Regions from separate parts of the Mus musculus genome. Here all the other regions are linked to region 2. A link is a contact called in public HiChIP or PLAC-seq data. All regions are on one chromosome and are shown on one strand. Each heading gives the region's core, a stretch centred on a gene start, on an enhancer-like site or on the middle of the called end of the contact. The rest is flanking DNA. Distances are from core to core; before and after follow the strand shown.

Region 1 (4,385 bases), core at 1,672-4,171, 400 kb before region 2:
GGCTCCTTGGAACCACAGCCTAAGACTCCATGGCCCCTACACCTTGCATACTTCAAAGCCTCATGGACAATGATGTCAGGTTCTTTTGCCAGACTAGGATGGAGCCTGGGCCATTTGGACCCTAGCAACTTTTGTTGCTGACCCTGAGAAACACTTCCAGTAGGCAATTGCTTTTGAGCAGGGAAGCACTCTCGATTTACACTCTCTCTTCTCAAATGCATTTGCATTTTCACCTGGAGCCCTCGATAGGAGGGATTTTCCCCTCAGGAAAGTGTCCCTGCTTTTCAGTGCAGAGTACCAGGGTTCTCTTTAATGGTGCTAATCTCATTAACAATTACAGATGCTTCCAAACTTGCCTTGTGTCATCTTTAAATTCACACTCTGCTAAACTGCACATTTTTCATCTCTACTTGCTCTACATCTTTGTTACACACACACACACACACACACACACACACACACACACACAAAACGTGCGCTCATGCTCACGTTCTCCTGTTCTCTCACTGTAGACCCGGATGAGCAGTGAGTAGCAACCATGCCAAAGCCTGAATTCTCTCCTTTCCTAAAATTTTCTCTGCCAAGTAAACCAGTCCATTGCTTTCATATTCAACCATACTCGAGTTCTCATGGATAAGATACAGCTAGGTTCTTTGCTGGACTAGCACACAAATAGCCATTAGCCTCACTCCTAACAGAGTCTTTCTTCTCTTTGGAAGCCTCATAAGCAAGTCTCAGAAGTCCATGTTTATTTCATCCCTGGCCTTACAAACTTCTATCAGAATGGTTCACTAAGCTCTGCTTGCAGTACTCCAGGGCTTTTCTAGTTCAAAGATTCAAGTTGTCCCAATTCTTCTTAATACCAGTTCTAAAGGTCTGAGAACCACATGGTCAGACCTATCACAGCAACAGGACCACTCCCAGTATATGTATATACATAATACATACAAACATACACATAGACAGACAGACAGACAGACAGACTGACATGTATGTGTACATTTATATGCATATTTAATATACATATGTTTCTATTAGTTGCCAGGACAACATGTAACATGCAACTTAAGGACTGGTTAATTTTGACTCACAGTTCAAAGATACAGTCCATTATAGCAGGGAAGACATGGTGCCAGAAACTCAAGATGGCTGGTCACACTGCATCCATAGTCAAGAAGCAGACGGGGGAAGTGCTAGTATCAACTTGCTTTCTCTTTTTATTCTGTCAAGTGCAATATGTCCAGAGACCTTAGCACAAATGACTCCATGATGGAAGCAAGTATCCACTCAGGCCATATAACTTAGCATCTAGATGGCACCAGCAGCCAAAACAAAGACCTAATCCATCGAAGCCAACAGTTCTTGGAAAGTCTCTGAATGGACTAACCTTGCTTCTTGGCTTCTGTGGTTCTGCTTCTGGCTAACTGTTCTTCTTAAGTATGTCAACCCAGGATGTGCTTTTGTGCTTAAAAGCTCACCTTGAGAAACGCCTGGACTGCACTGGAATCCAGAGTTTCCAGTGTAGGCACCAGCCAGCTAATAAAGATTTTCTATTGGTTTAAACCCACGTCCAAGTAGTCTTCTCTGGTGATTACCCCACAGCACAAGGACCACATGGAATGGTATTGTCTACATTTAGTGTGTGTGGGTCTTCTTGCTTTATTTAACTCAGTCTAGAAACTCCATCACAGACATGCCCAGAGGTTTGTTTCCATGGTGATCCTACATCCCACCAGGTTGGCAAGCAATACTAAGCATTAAAGAGAGATAAGAGGTTTTGAGCACTCACCTACTGGCAGATTCTGACTTACATGTTATGTATGAATTAAACAGTTGAAGTTCGAGGATGCTAAGAACAGCTATTTGGAGTTCTATCTGCCTTCCTTCTCAATCTCTTATGTCATCCATACAAGTATGTGTATACCTGCATAAACATGTGCACATACAACACACACACATATGTATTAGAATATCATCACCTTGTTTTTACTAACGTGGAATTTCCAAGAATATAATGAAGACTATGGGAAGCAGTGACTTGCAACCACCATAATCCAGGCCCTCCATATATTGACAGCTACATTAACGAAGACAAATGGTCCATCTTTTGCAGTTCTATTCCTCCATGTCCATATCAGCAGAGCTTTAAATAGAAGAATGTATGTGATGCATGCAAATCAGTAACAGGATGAAAATATCTTCCAAAATGTAGTTTGATATTTTCGTGCGGCAGAAATGTGATTAATTAGCTTTTGTGTTCCAACTGTATTTAGAGTTGGCTCTTGTTTTGTTTCACCTATGTTGTAGTATCCTCAGAAGAGCCTCCAGGTTTTATGGAGCCACCCAATTTGAATGGATTCTGTGACCTGGACTCACCATATTCAGTCCAAACTCATTAGAGGCAGGAGTCTCTGCAGTTGATCACAGTGTAGTTTTAATCCCTCTGATTGCTACTGGATTTCACAGTAGGAGAGTCAGGTAATAGTTCCAATCGTCACACTTACTGCACAGAAACTGAGGGGAAGGAATGATTGAAGGCCAGCCCAGCCCTGCAGGAGAAGGTGTGATAACTGTCAGCCCTCCCAGAGTCAGGCAGCCCATACTGCAGCAGCCAAGCCTGTTGTTTTGCAGGAAGTCTTAGCTGAAAACAATGGGACCAAAAGATGCTTTGTGAAAGACAATGACGTCCATCCAAGGGCCTCTCATTAGCTCCTTTATACTCTGCTGTTTTGCACAGACTTGTATCCAGAATTATCTTGTTTTATTAATCAGTCTGGCAGACTCACAAAGTGGGGGAAAGAGAGCATGCTTCTTAAAGGCAGGAGGGGAGGTATCCGGCAAACCTGACAGCAAAGCAGCCACTCTGTCATCCATTCAGCCCAGCTCTCACCCTGCGGAGGGCTGGCTTCTCCCACATTCCCTCTCAGCAGCACTTCTGTGAGAGGAGATGATAGCTTCCTAAAAGCACCAATTCCCAAGTGGGTGCGTGGGTTTAAAATAGCTCGCTTCTCTAAGAGGGAACAGCCCCACAGGCTTAAGTAGCTACATTCAAACCATAGTACCTTAACACAAAACAAAACAACATGATTTCTTATAAAAAATCCTGGAGATTATACAGAAACCAGTTCTGGAGACACAGGAAAGGCAGTCCTGAGAGTTAAGTTTATAGCACTTTATGCCTACATTAAAAACCTGGAAGATCTCATATTAATAGCTTTATATTGCACCTGAAAGCCCTGGAAAAACAAAACCAAATAACACCAGAAAAGAGTGCATGAGGAGAGATAATAAAAGTGAGGACTGAAATTAATTAACTAGAAGTGAAAACTAATACAAAGAATCAATGGAAGGAAGAGCTGCTTCTTTGAGAGGATTGACAAGATAAGCAAGCTTTAGACCAAAGTAAGCAAATGAAAGAAAGAGGGGAACCAAATTATTAAAATCAGAGACAAAAAAGAAAACATTACAACAGATACTGAAGAAACTCAGAGAATCCTGAGGGCATACTGCGAAGGTCTATATCCTGCTAAACCAGAAAATTTCAAAGAAACAGATTGGTTTCAAGATGAGGTTAGTAATTTAAATGGAGCCATACAGACAAATGAGATAGAAACAGTAATTGAAAATTTCCCAACTAAAAATAGCCTGGGATCAGAGGTATACAGCACAGCGTCCTACCAGGCCTCCAGAGAAGAGCTAACACCAATACTCTTAGAAATATTTTGTAAAATAGAAGAAGAGGAAACGTTTCTAAATTCTTTCTTACAACACCAATATTATCCTGATACCAAGTGCTACAAAGACCCAACAAAAAGAAAACTATTGGTTTATAACTGTGATGAACATAGACACAAAAATTCCCAACAAAATACTTGCAAACTGAATTCAAGAACATAAAAAGATCTGTGCCTTACCTCCTCTGATCAAATTGGCTCCGTGCCAGAGTGTAAGGCATGCATCAACACAATTGAACCATTATATTTATTAATCAGAAATGTAATCTACCGTGTAAACGGACTTGAGGTCAGAAACTACATAATCATTAGGTGCAAATAAGGCCTTTGACAAAACCTAACATCCTTTCATGATAAAAGCCCTAGAGAATCTCAAGCCATCATGATATAATAAAGACAATTTACAACAAGCCAAAATAATGTAACTGGAGAAAACCTTGAAGCATTTTTACTAAACTCAGGAATAAGCCAAGGTAGTCCACAGTCCTTACCTATTCCATATAGTTTGATGTCTTAGCTATGGCAACAACTGGAAGGGATGAAGGGAATACAAATATGAAAGGAAGTTGATACAATTTTGTATAAGAGACTCTAAAGACTCCACCAAAAAAATTCCACAGCTGATGAGTGCCATCTGCAAAGTAGAAAGAT
Region 2 (4,297 bases), core at 542-3,041:
GATCCTTTTTCCCATCAATGAAGGTGTCCAAGAACTTAGAGAAGCTGAAGCCTGAATCCCTGAGTCACGTTGGAGGACAACCATCTGGCTCAAAACACTACTTTTATTTTTACAATTTCATATGTATATACCATGTATTCTAATCATATTCAGCCTCCATGAGCCTCTTCTCATCCCTCTTCTTTGCCCCTCTGAGCATAAGATGCTACCCACTCCACCCCACCAGCAATCATTAACAGTCATTGTCCCCTCAGGAAGAGCAGGGCCTCATGAAACCCCTCATGAGGAAGGGTTGGAGGACCCACCCTTGTGCGGATCTCCATCGGCCGTGTCGTACCTGGACGGCAAAGATGCTCCCTCATCACCTGACACTTATATTCTTTCTGCTCCCTCTTCTCCTGTATTCCTTGAGCCTTGAGGGGTTGGGTTAGGTGTCCCAGGTAAAGCTATGCACTCATTCGTCACTCACACCCAGCACTGTGACCAGATGCAAGGACTGTATTCGTAGGTGCCTTCTGCAAACAGGAACCTCTCTATTTCATCAGATCACATTCTGACAGGAGTGCTGAGCCGTTCAAACGGAGTGAGGTAGAGCAGACCTGCAAGATCACTTGAACCCAGCTAGGCAATAGTAAGGCCTCCATCTCAAAAAGAAAAGGAAGAAAAAAAGAAAAAAAAAATCTTTGATTTGTAACTACAGTAGAGCTAAGCAACCCCAATATTCAAGCTAATGGAAAATTTCCAGAAGAAGAAACATTGATTGATTATGCAGGAAACAAAACGGATGTCCCTGGGTACCCAGGAGAGGATGGAATCTACTGACCAAGGAGCAGACTCAGCTCTGCCAAGTATAGCCTTCTCTGAGTGGTGGGGCAGACCTGCATGATTGCTCTGTGAGTCTAACCCTGTGTTACAGGTTTCTGGTCCTTGACATTTCCTAGGTTCATGCTGGAGTGAGAGAAAACTAGTGTGGCTGGCCAGGAATTGAGGGGAGATGCTTGGGCTGGGAAGCAGGAAAAGATCTTGGAAATGGGAGGCAAAGCCTATCAGGAAAGGAGCTGCAGAAAAGGCAACAGAGCAAGTGTGGGGCTCAATTTTGTCAGCACCCCTAATTCTAAGATGTCTTGCATGTTCAAAGGAGCAGAGCAAAGGAGCCTAGAGGACAGTGGTGACACAATGGGGACACAGTAACCCAGAACACAGGCATAGCAGGCAAGATACAGACAGATCACAGCTCCTTAACTGCTTCTGGGTTTATAGTCCTGAGAAAATCATTTTGTTTAATGCCCTCGATTTCGGTATGAGTATGCAGAGAGTAGCAGTGCTGGATCCCAGCTTGACAGGCAGGTTGCCATTCAGATTAATGAAACATGATATGCTCAACTTCTTGGAAGGCTGGTGCTATAGAAACAGTAGGTGTTATTATTCCCATAAAAGGAAAGAGCAGCCCTCTCTGGTGAAATGGCTCTTAGCACAGAATCCTCATTAAAAGCTGTGGTGCAATTTTCCAAGTTGCATTAGTGAGACTTGGCAATGGATGAAAAAAAAAAAAAGAAAGAAAGAAAAGAAAAGCAAATAAATAAGGAGGCAAAATATTCCAAGCAACGAGTTGCAGGCAAGTGGGAAGGAAGGTTCCGAGAGTTAGAATCAAGCCACAGTGGTTCTGAAATGCCTGAAGGGAGAATTTATTTATAGTAAGGCAAAGGTGACTTCCAGCCCTGAAATCGGGGCCTCAATAGGGATGAAGGAAAGCTAAGCCATGCGCTGGCAGGGAACTCAGGCTACTGTGACTCTCTCTCTCTCTGGAGGCCTTAGGATGCTGGTGACAGCAGGGAGGGAGGGCCAGTGCGGACAGCCACAGCGACAGCTAATTTTAAATGAGACACATAAGCTGTTTTCAAACCTGTTGCTTTTTTTTTAATCCGAGGCCGCTGCATCCTATTTAAAGAGACTTTCAGAGATGCTCTTCTTCTGGCAATGGCACGGCTTGAACATACCAAAAAGCAAGACCCACATAAAACATATTTTTAAGTGACCTGATTTCAAAGGCATCTTTAAAGATTCTTTGCATTACACTTGTTTATTCTTAAAATAAAATGACCACAGTGATTAGCATTTGATACGGATTTGTAACAAGGCCTTGAACCATAGTGGCATGCAAATTAAATTTTGTAAATTAATGTATGTATTAGTTCACTTTTAAACCCTTCTTTATGTACGAACAAAATATCCCTTACATTTCTTTCTTTCTCCTATAATGGAGACTCTTAGCTGTTTCAATTAAAGTTAATAATAGCTTTTAAGACAAAGTTCAGAGCTATAAAGTTCTTCGCTTGATCAGTAATCATAACTATTATTTTGTCATATTTAATCATAGGACCCAGGCCTCTAACAGAGTATTTAATTAAACTTTTAATTCGTGATAAGAAGTTAAATAGCACTTGAGAGAGTTTTGAAAAATTATTTCACTTCCCAACCAGATTATAAAAAAAAAAAAAAAAGGTGAGAGGTGTGATCGGGAGACAGCGGCTGGCAGCCAGAGAATTGTAGGGCATGTCAGCATGGGTTGGCAATAAGCCACTTTCCAATTAGCATGGCTTCGTGGCTGCCGACTAATCACTCCTGAGTGGATGGGTGAGTCACTTATGATGTAGTGGCTCTCTATTTGATCCAGTACTGCTGAGAATAGCTTTCTTATCCCTATTACTGCCTGTCCCACCTTGCCAATGGAAGTGTGAGCTGTGTAGGCTAAACGCCGAATGGAAGAGACACTCGGATTGTGTCTCTTATTTCTCTTTGCTTCCTGAAAACTGAGATTGTAATTAAACTGGGAAAGCATGGTGTGATTTGTTTTGAAATGAGTCACAAAAACACACTCTCCACACAAAAACATTCAAAGGTTGGAGTCCTGGAGCCATTTTTAGTCTGTCTTTTCTTTGGCAGTTTTAACATCTGGCACAGGTTGGAGGATATCAATAAAGTTACCTAATAATCTTAGTGGATTCACATCCCGTTCCAAACTTGGAATGTCACCAGACTGCTGCAGGTTTTGGCTCTATTGTAAGGATCTTTGCAGCATTTCTTGTGTGCAGCAGGCTAGGTGAACAGCTGTAAACACAGAAAGCCATTGAAGGACATCCTTCTCATGGTATGAACACCTGGATTCTTGGTAGGATGGACACACTGTGACCCAGGAAATTAATTCAGAGATTTTAAAATTGAATCTATCATATCTAAGCATGGAGTAATGGAGTCAGGTTAAAAAGAAAGTGATTTCATTTCTCAGGAGCACAGGAGGAACATAGAACTTATGCACACAAATTGTTAATACCAACCATTTGAGTTATTTGTTTTAGTTCTTAACCAAATCCTTGGGCTCCGGAGGCCACATAAAGGATTGGTTTAGTTTATTTTGAAAGTTGGAGCAATTATGCATTGGCACTCTGGGCTTCCTGTTACCCCAGACGTGATCCTTTTGTCCCCATTAACTTGGTACATATAATAAAATTCATCACTTTGCCATAGACTTCTGACATTTGTTGGAAGTCTCTTTAACTGACATTGGGCCACTTTCAAGCTAGCTGGTGATACTGTGCGCTTTCCTGACTGAGACGGACTCCTATGCACAGTCTGGGGAGGCCTGGGTGTGGAAAGTTAATGCATTCAGCACCCTAGGTGGGTCAGAGCCAAGCCTCCAACACGAGCACATTTTTTGACTGACTGGCAGCAGAGAGCAATACTGACGGCTGTTCCCAACTGAGCCAAAACGTTGGCCCAAGAGTAAAAAGAAACGCTGGGTGGTGGCCATGAGAGGTTCCCAAGTTTAGAGAAAATCTACAAAAAATGGAGGTCAGTCGCAGGCTTCTACAGCATCAAAGTCACTACTTTAATTCTATATTTTCTTTATAAAAGATAGTACTATATGTCACTGCTATTCATGTTTCCTTTTTATTCCTAAGCCATCTTTGTGTTCCTTTGATTTCTTTTTGTTATTTTTCTTTCTATTCAAAACTAGATGATAGATTGATTATTCTTCCTAAAAGTGAGAGAGATGACATCGTGATGACATCATTGCTGAAAGCAGCATCAGCAGCTGGAGCTGAATGGAGCAGAGCAGATTCGTATGCATGGTGGCTACACTTGTGTGTCGGGCCGTGCCGAGTGGCACAAGACAGAGTGGGTAGATATGGATCACTTTAGTAAGCTGAAGTACTGCATGTGCCTAGCAGACACACAGCCTGGGCTCAGTCCTCAGCAGCACTGAAGGGGGTGAGGGGTTCCCAAGAGCTCCCTCTGA
Region 3 (4,498 bases), core at 477-2,976, 300 kb before region 2:
TCCCACGAAGGTCAGGAGCCTCCAACATTGAAGTCCCCTCTGAATCCAGACCATCCTCTCCTCTGATCTCCAGGGAGAGCAGTGTCCAAGCTTCTCCAGGATACTTAGTCACAGTTTGTAGCGTGAATGATTACCCCAGTGGCCTCACTACTCCAACCAATTTTAAAGACAATGGAGAGGCAAGTCAGAAAGCCATCTAAATCGCAGGACGCTGCAGAGCAAAGGGCTTGCTCATGATTTAGACATCATAAGATCTCATCAACGGGTTGGTAAGGAAGAATACTAGGGATGGATACTTTGAGTCACGAAGACATCTTTTATAAAGATATCCGGCTGATGGCATTGTACATCAAGTAGGAACTTAGAGGCATTAAAAATTAATAGAAAAGTGTATGAATAATGGATTTGTGGCAGTGTGCAAAGCAACCATACACTAAACCCCAAGTTAGAGAACACATTGCTGAAAGGGCGCTACAGGCTATGCAACTTTAGTCTTCTCGCAGAGAACAAAAATGAGACACAACACATCTGACTTGGGCCCAGTGAAGGATGCTGAGCTATCCTGCTGCTTTTGCTGAGAAAGCACTGTGCAAGGTCTGCTTTTACTGCGTTGTCCTCGGGATGTGGATGTGGCCGTAAGCTTCTAAGCTGAGACTGCAGTAAACCCAACCCCCTTGGACCAACCCAACCTCTCAACAGTAGATCCATCAGAATGCTGGCCAAACTAGTTTGGGTCAGCCACTGTGAAACCCTGCTGTGGAGGATCCCCACAGAGGATCAAATGGGGTTGGGGATCAAGAATAAGGTAGTGTTCGCCCAAGCCTCCACCACCACCCTGCCCTTATCTTTTCCACCAAGCTTGTTTTTGATAGTCAAAGAAAAAAGTTGTAATCTAGCCATCTCTGCACTCTTTTTTTTTTCTTCCCCCAAAGGTTTGGTTATCTCCAAAGAATGGTAGTTTCCTGTGTTTTCCTTCTCATCCTATGAATATCTCATGACTCAGTTATCAAAAATAATAAACAAAATAAAAAGCAAGCAAAAAACCCCATCAGCTATAAAATAGACTGCCTAAGGTACACACACACACACACAGCGGACACACTTGAAGCTTAAGTTTTATATGATATGTTGGTTCCACAAGAGAAAAAATAAAAAGACCATTCATTCCCTGGCAAGGACAAGCCTGATAACACAGGTGATGGGGCAAACATTTCCAGCTTGCTTCCCTTCTTGGCTTCCTGGATGCAGCTCATTTTTACCCTAAAGGGTTTTCATGGTAATGAAGTCTGTACTCACAAATCAAGCCTTCCTCAGTAGAGCTACCTCGGGACTCTTGTGTGTGGTGTAGCTGTGTGTGTGGCCACGACCCGTTTCTGAGTGTGTGTGAGCATGTGTGTTAGGAGGAAGGAATGTTAGCATCAGCGTACTTTCAAAGCTGATCACAAAGGATCAAATAAGATATGGCTCTAACTTAAGGAGACGCTAAAAAATCTTCTGACCGCCTTATCTAACAGCGTTCTCGGGCTGGTTCCCTGGTATAAAGAGCTGGGGTAATAACTTTATTTAGTGCTTTGATTCCCCCCACCCCAGATTGCTAGTGGAAAGTCAAAGATGCTGATTTATAAGCAGAGGTTTCTTTAGGACTATTTTTAGAACAATGCTGTACCAGGTTTATAGGAGGGGGGCTGGAGCCACTTCTGAACAGAGCAGCATTTCACTGCATAATAACCAAGTACTAATTGCTCTTTGTCATCACTTTTTATGCAAATTGCCCTGCAGCATTTGCCCAATATGCATTCTACATTTTAACAAAGAGAGTGGAGTCTCGATGAGCAAGAATCCTATACCCAAGCAAAAATTAAAAAAAAAAAACAGCTATAAAACAGACTGCCTAAGGTACACACAGTCACATAGACATTGTTTTGTTCTGTGTCTGATTGACCAATAGGAATCCTTTGAACCCCAAGTAATGGTTTATGTGTTAAGCAAAAAATAAAATGTGTGTACAAAATCTGCACATTTTGCTTCTCAGACAGTATCATTTTCCCTGAAGACTTGATACCAGGCTAAAATGTGGATTGCTGGGGAATCAAAGCCTGCCAAGGCTGTTTTAAAGGCTTCCACTATCCGAGCCTAAGTTCCGAGTTTGAAGCACGCCTCGAAAAGCGTGCCCAGATTCCAGTCTGGATACCATCACTGGCCTCTATCAAATTGCCAGGGAAGTAAACATGGCTTAAACTTGGGGAATCTTCAGAGGGAAACCAAACTTCAAACCCAGCCTTCGAGGTTATCATGAAGATACATTTGTCAAGGTAAGAGGCTAGGACATATTTTATTTAACAGTCTGTTAGCTTGATCTATACCATCTAAATATTTAAACATAAGCTATGAGAGACTCCATTTGCACAAGGCCCTGGGCCTCACTGAAGTTAGGTCTACTCCTTGGAAGCCCCCACCCCCCCACTCCTGACTCCCAAGTGTCAGTGGGATGTTTCTTCTGAAAAGGACATAAAATCCAAAGATCAGCGCCTCTGCCTTTCAGTAAATCCACACTTTGCAAGCAGAAATAGCCAGCATGGAATTTTTTTTTTTGAGCTGGTGCTGTTCATGAAGACCCCATGTCCAGACGCTCAGCAATGGACCATTGCCATGTTGAAACGACCTTTCCTAGGTGCTGTTTCCAAAGACAGATAAATCCCGGAATGACAGTTACCATGCCAGTGTAGTCCCAGACTTCAAAGCCATTTACAGCTTTAAAGTAGCTGTCCAGGTGCCTTCTTCGAGGTTGGATGTGCAAGGCGCTATCTACCTGCTCTTGCGTGCGCACATGTCCCACTCCAGAGCAGCACTTACCTTGAGTTGTTGGATCAGTGTGGGCTGAGAGACTGGCACTCCTGGTCCCAGACTCTCTCCATTAGACAGCCTGATTAGGCGATGAAATAGTGGCAGCCATGAGCTTCTGGGCCCAGGAAATGTACTGTGAAGGGTGTAATGAATTACTTATGCCGTGTAGTGTATGTATAAATCATATTAAAGCATGCTGAATAGTACATTATCATGCTTCTCTTTTGCATTACAAAAGTAACTAATGTAAGCTGCAAAATGTACTTTTAATCCATTATTCATTTCTAAAAGTAGTCAGACCGTGATCCAACTACCATAAAAAGCTACCAGTATAAGCAAATATGTTTCTCAATTCGGGAGGTTGAAAGAGCATGGTTTTCGAATCGATTTCAAATTGTGAAGCATTTATCAAAACTTATATTAAACCTTTGCACTCCTAGCCTAGTCCGGGAGCAGGAATTATGACAAGCCCGAACTTTTTCCCTCAAGGAGAGTATTATTTTCAAACTCAGAGACCCATGCAGTTCTTTTCATCCTGTGAGAGTCTCTGTTTGCTTTATCTCACTCTTAATATTTACACTGGATCAAATATCTATTTTTAGTGACCTTTCTCATTCAGGCTCAACCCTGTGTGCTCTGATTTTTCCACCATGTCTGCTCCTGTGTGCTCAGAGTCTCTCCCAACAATGTTTGCCCAGTGCACAAGCAAGGACTTGGAGCAAGCTTCCCCAGCTACCTCATGCACACTCTCCTTTAGAGGACCTACTGGTCATAGCTTAAAGGGGAGAGAGCAAGTGTGGAAAGGCTGATAGAAACTGACCAAAAGCCACACAAACTAAAGGTGACAAACCAAACACACATTGTAGCCTCTATTGCAAAGGGTCGAACTCCTTAATGTTTGGCATAAAAATTGAGAGAAGTCCAACAACCTAACAGTACCTGAATCAAAGACGGTTTGTGGAAAGTATGGGAACTTACCCTCAATCCCATGGATGGCAATCGGACACTCCCTATCCACGCTAATGCTTTGACCTATAACATCATTTCTGGGAATGCCGTTTACACAGTCTTGTTATATGTGACTATGGAATGCCCACACATGCCAGTCTGACAGCTTGATCCCAAGTTAGTGGTCCTCTCTGAGGCAGTAGAAACTTTAAGGCAAATCCTGTTACTGGCCTTCTTTTTTTTCTTCTCAACCGTGAGAAGACCACCTCCAGCCTATGTCAAGGTGCTGTGCCTATCACAGGCCCACAGAGAGGAAGCCAGCCAACCTTGCCCTGAGACCTCTCAAACTTTGAGCCAGAACGAACCCTTACTTCCTGTGAGTTGTTCTCTCAAGCAATTGTCACTACAGAGCTAAACAAAGAATTCTCAACCGAGGAATACTGAAGGGCTGAGAATCACTTGAAAAAAATGTTCAACATCCTTAATCATCAGGGAAATGCAAATCAAAACAACCCTAAGATTCTACCTCACACCCGTCAGAATGGCTAGGATCAAAGATTCAGATGACAGCAGATGCTGGTGAGGATGTGGAGAAAGAGGAACACTCCTCCATTGTTGGTGGGATTGCAAGCTTGTACAACCACTCTAGAAGTGAGTCTGGTGGTTCCTCAAAAAAAATTAGACATACTGGTGGTTCCTCAGAAAA

What was found. HiChIP or PLAC-seq counts read pairs in DNA pulled down with a chosen protein or histone mark.
Region 1: a contact with region 2 is called in an H3K4me3 HiChIP or PLAC-seq map of embryonic basal ganglia, with 4 times the contacts expected there. The contact joins two enhancer-like sites. A contact is called at or near these places in 1 of 484 Hi-C or Micro-C datasets (bone marrow-derived macrophages), 3 of 115 datasets of contacts at active chromatin or transcription factors (embryonic basal ganglia and embryonic stem cells) and 2 of 9 other capture datasets (adipose tissue and liver).
Region 3: an H3K4me3 HiChIP or PLAC-seq map of embryonic basal ganglia shows a contact between it and region 2, with 3 times the contacts expected there. The contact joins two enhancer-like sites. A contact is called at or near these places in 2 of 484 Hi-C or Micro-C datasets (bone marrow-derived macrophages and liver), 5 of 115 datasets of contacts at active chromatin or transcription factors (astrocytes, embryonic basal ganglia, embryonic stem cells and 1 more) and 1 of 9 other capture datasets (liver).

Annotation. Positions count from the first base shown.
Region 1 is chr4:32,104,155-32,108,539 of GRCm38.p6, forward strand. No RefSeq gene overlaps it. Among named protein-coding and RNA genes, the nearest start is that of Gm52717, 55 kb to the right of the region's middle. Within about 2 kb of position 2,922, at least 35 of the 459 cell types and tissues checked have an H3K27ac peak or open chromatin away from gene starts, as enhancers often do. A contact at or near this core is called in embryonic basal ganglia, where this site is marked.
Region 2 is chr4:32,507,415-32,511,711 of GRCm38.p6, forward strand. All of the region lies in intron 2 of Bach2 (BTB and CNC homology, basic leucine zipper transcription factor 2), which reads left to right. Among named protein-coding and RNA genes, the nearest start is that of Bach2os, 62 kb to the right of the region's middle. Within about 2 kb of position 1,792, at least 71 of the 459 cell types and tissues checked have an H3K27ac peak or open chromatin away from gene starts, as enhancers often do. A contact at or near this core is called in embryonic basal ganglia, where this site is marked.
Region 3 is chr4:32,209,270-32,213,767 of GRCm38.p6, forward strand. No RefSeq gene overlaps it. Among named protein-coding and RNA genes, the nearest start is that of n-TGccc3, 19 kb to the right of the region's middle. Within about 2 kb of position 1,727, at least 8 of the 459 cell types and tissues checked have an H3K27ac peak or open chromatin away from gene starts, as enhancers often do. A contact at or near this core is called in embryonic basal ganglia, where this site is marked.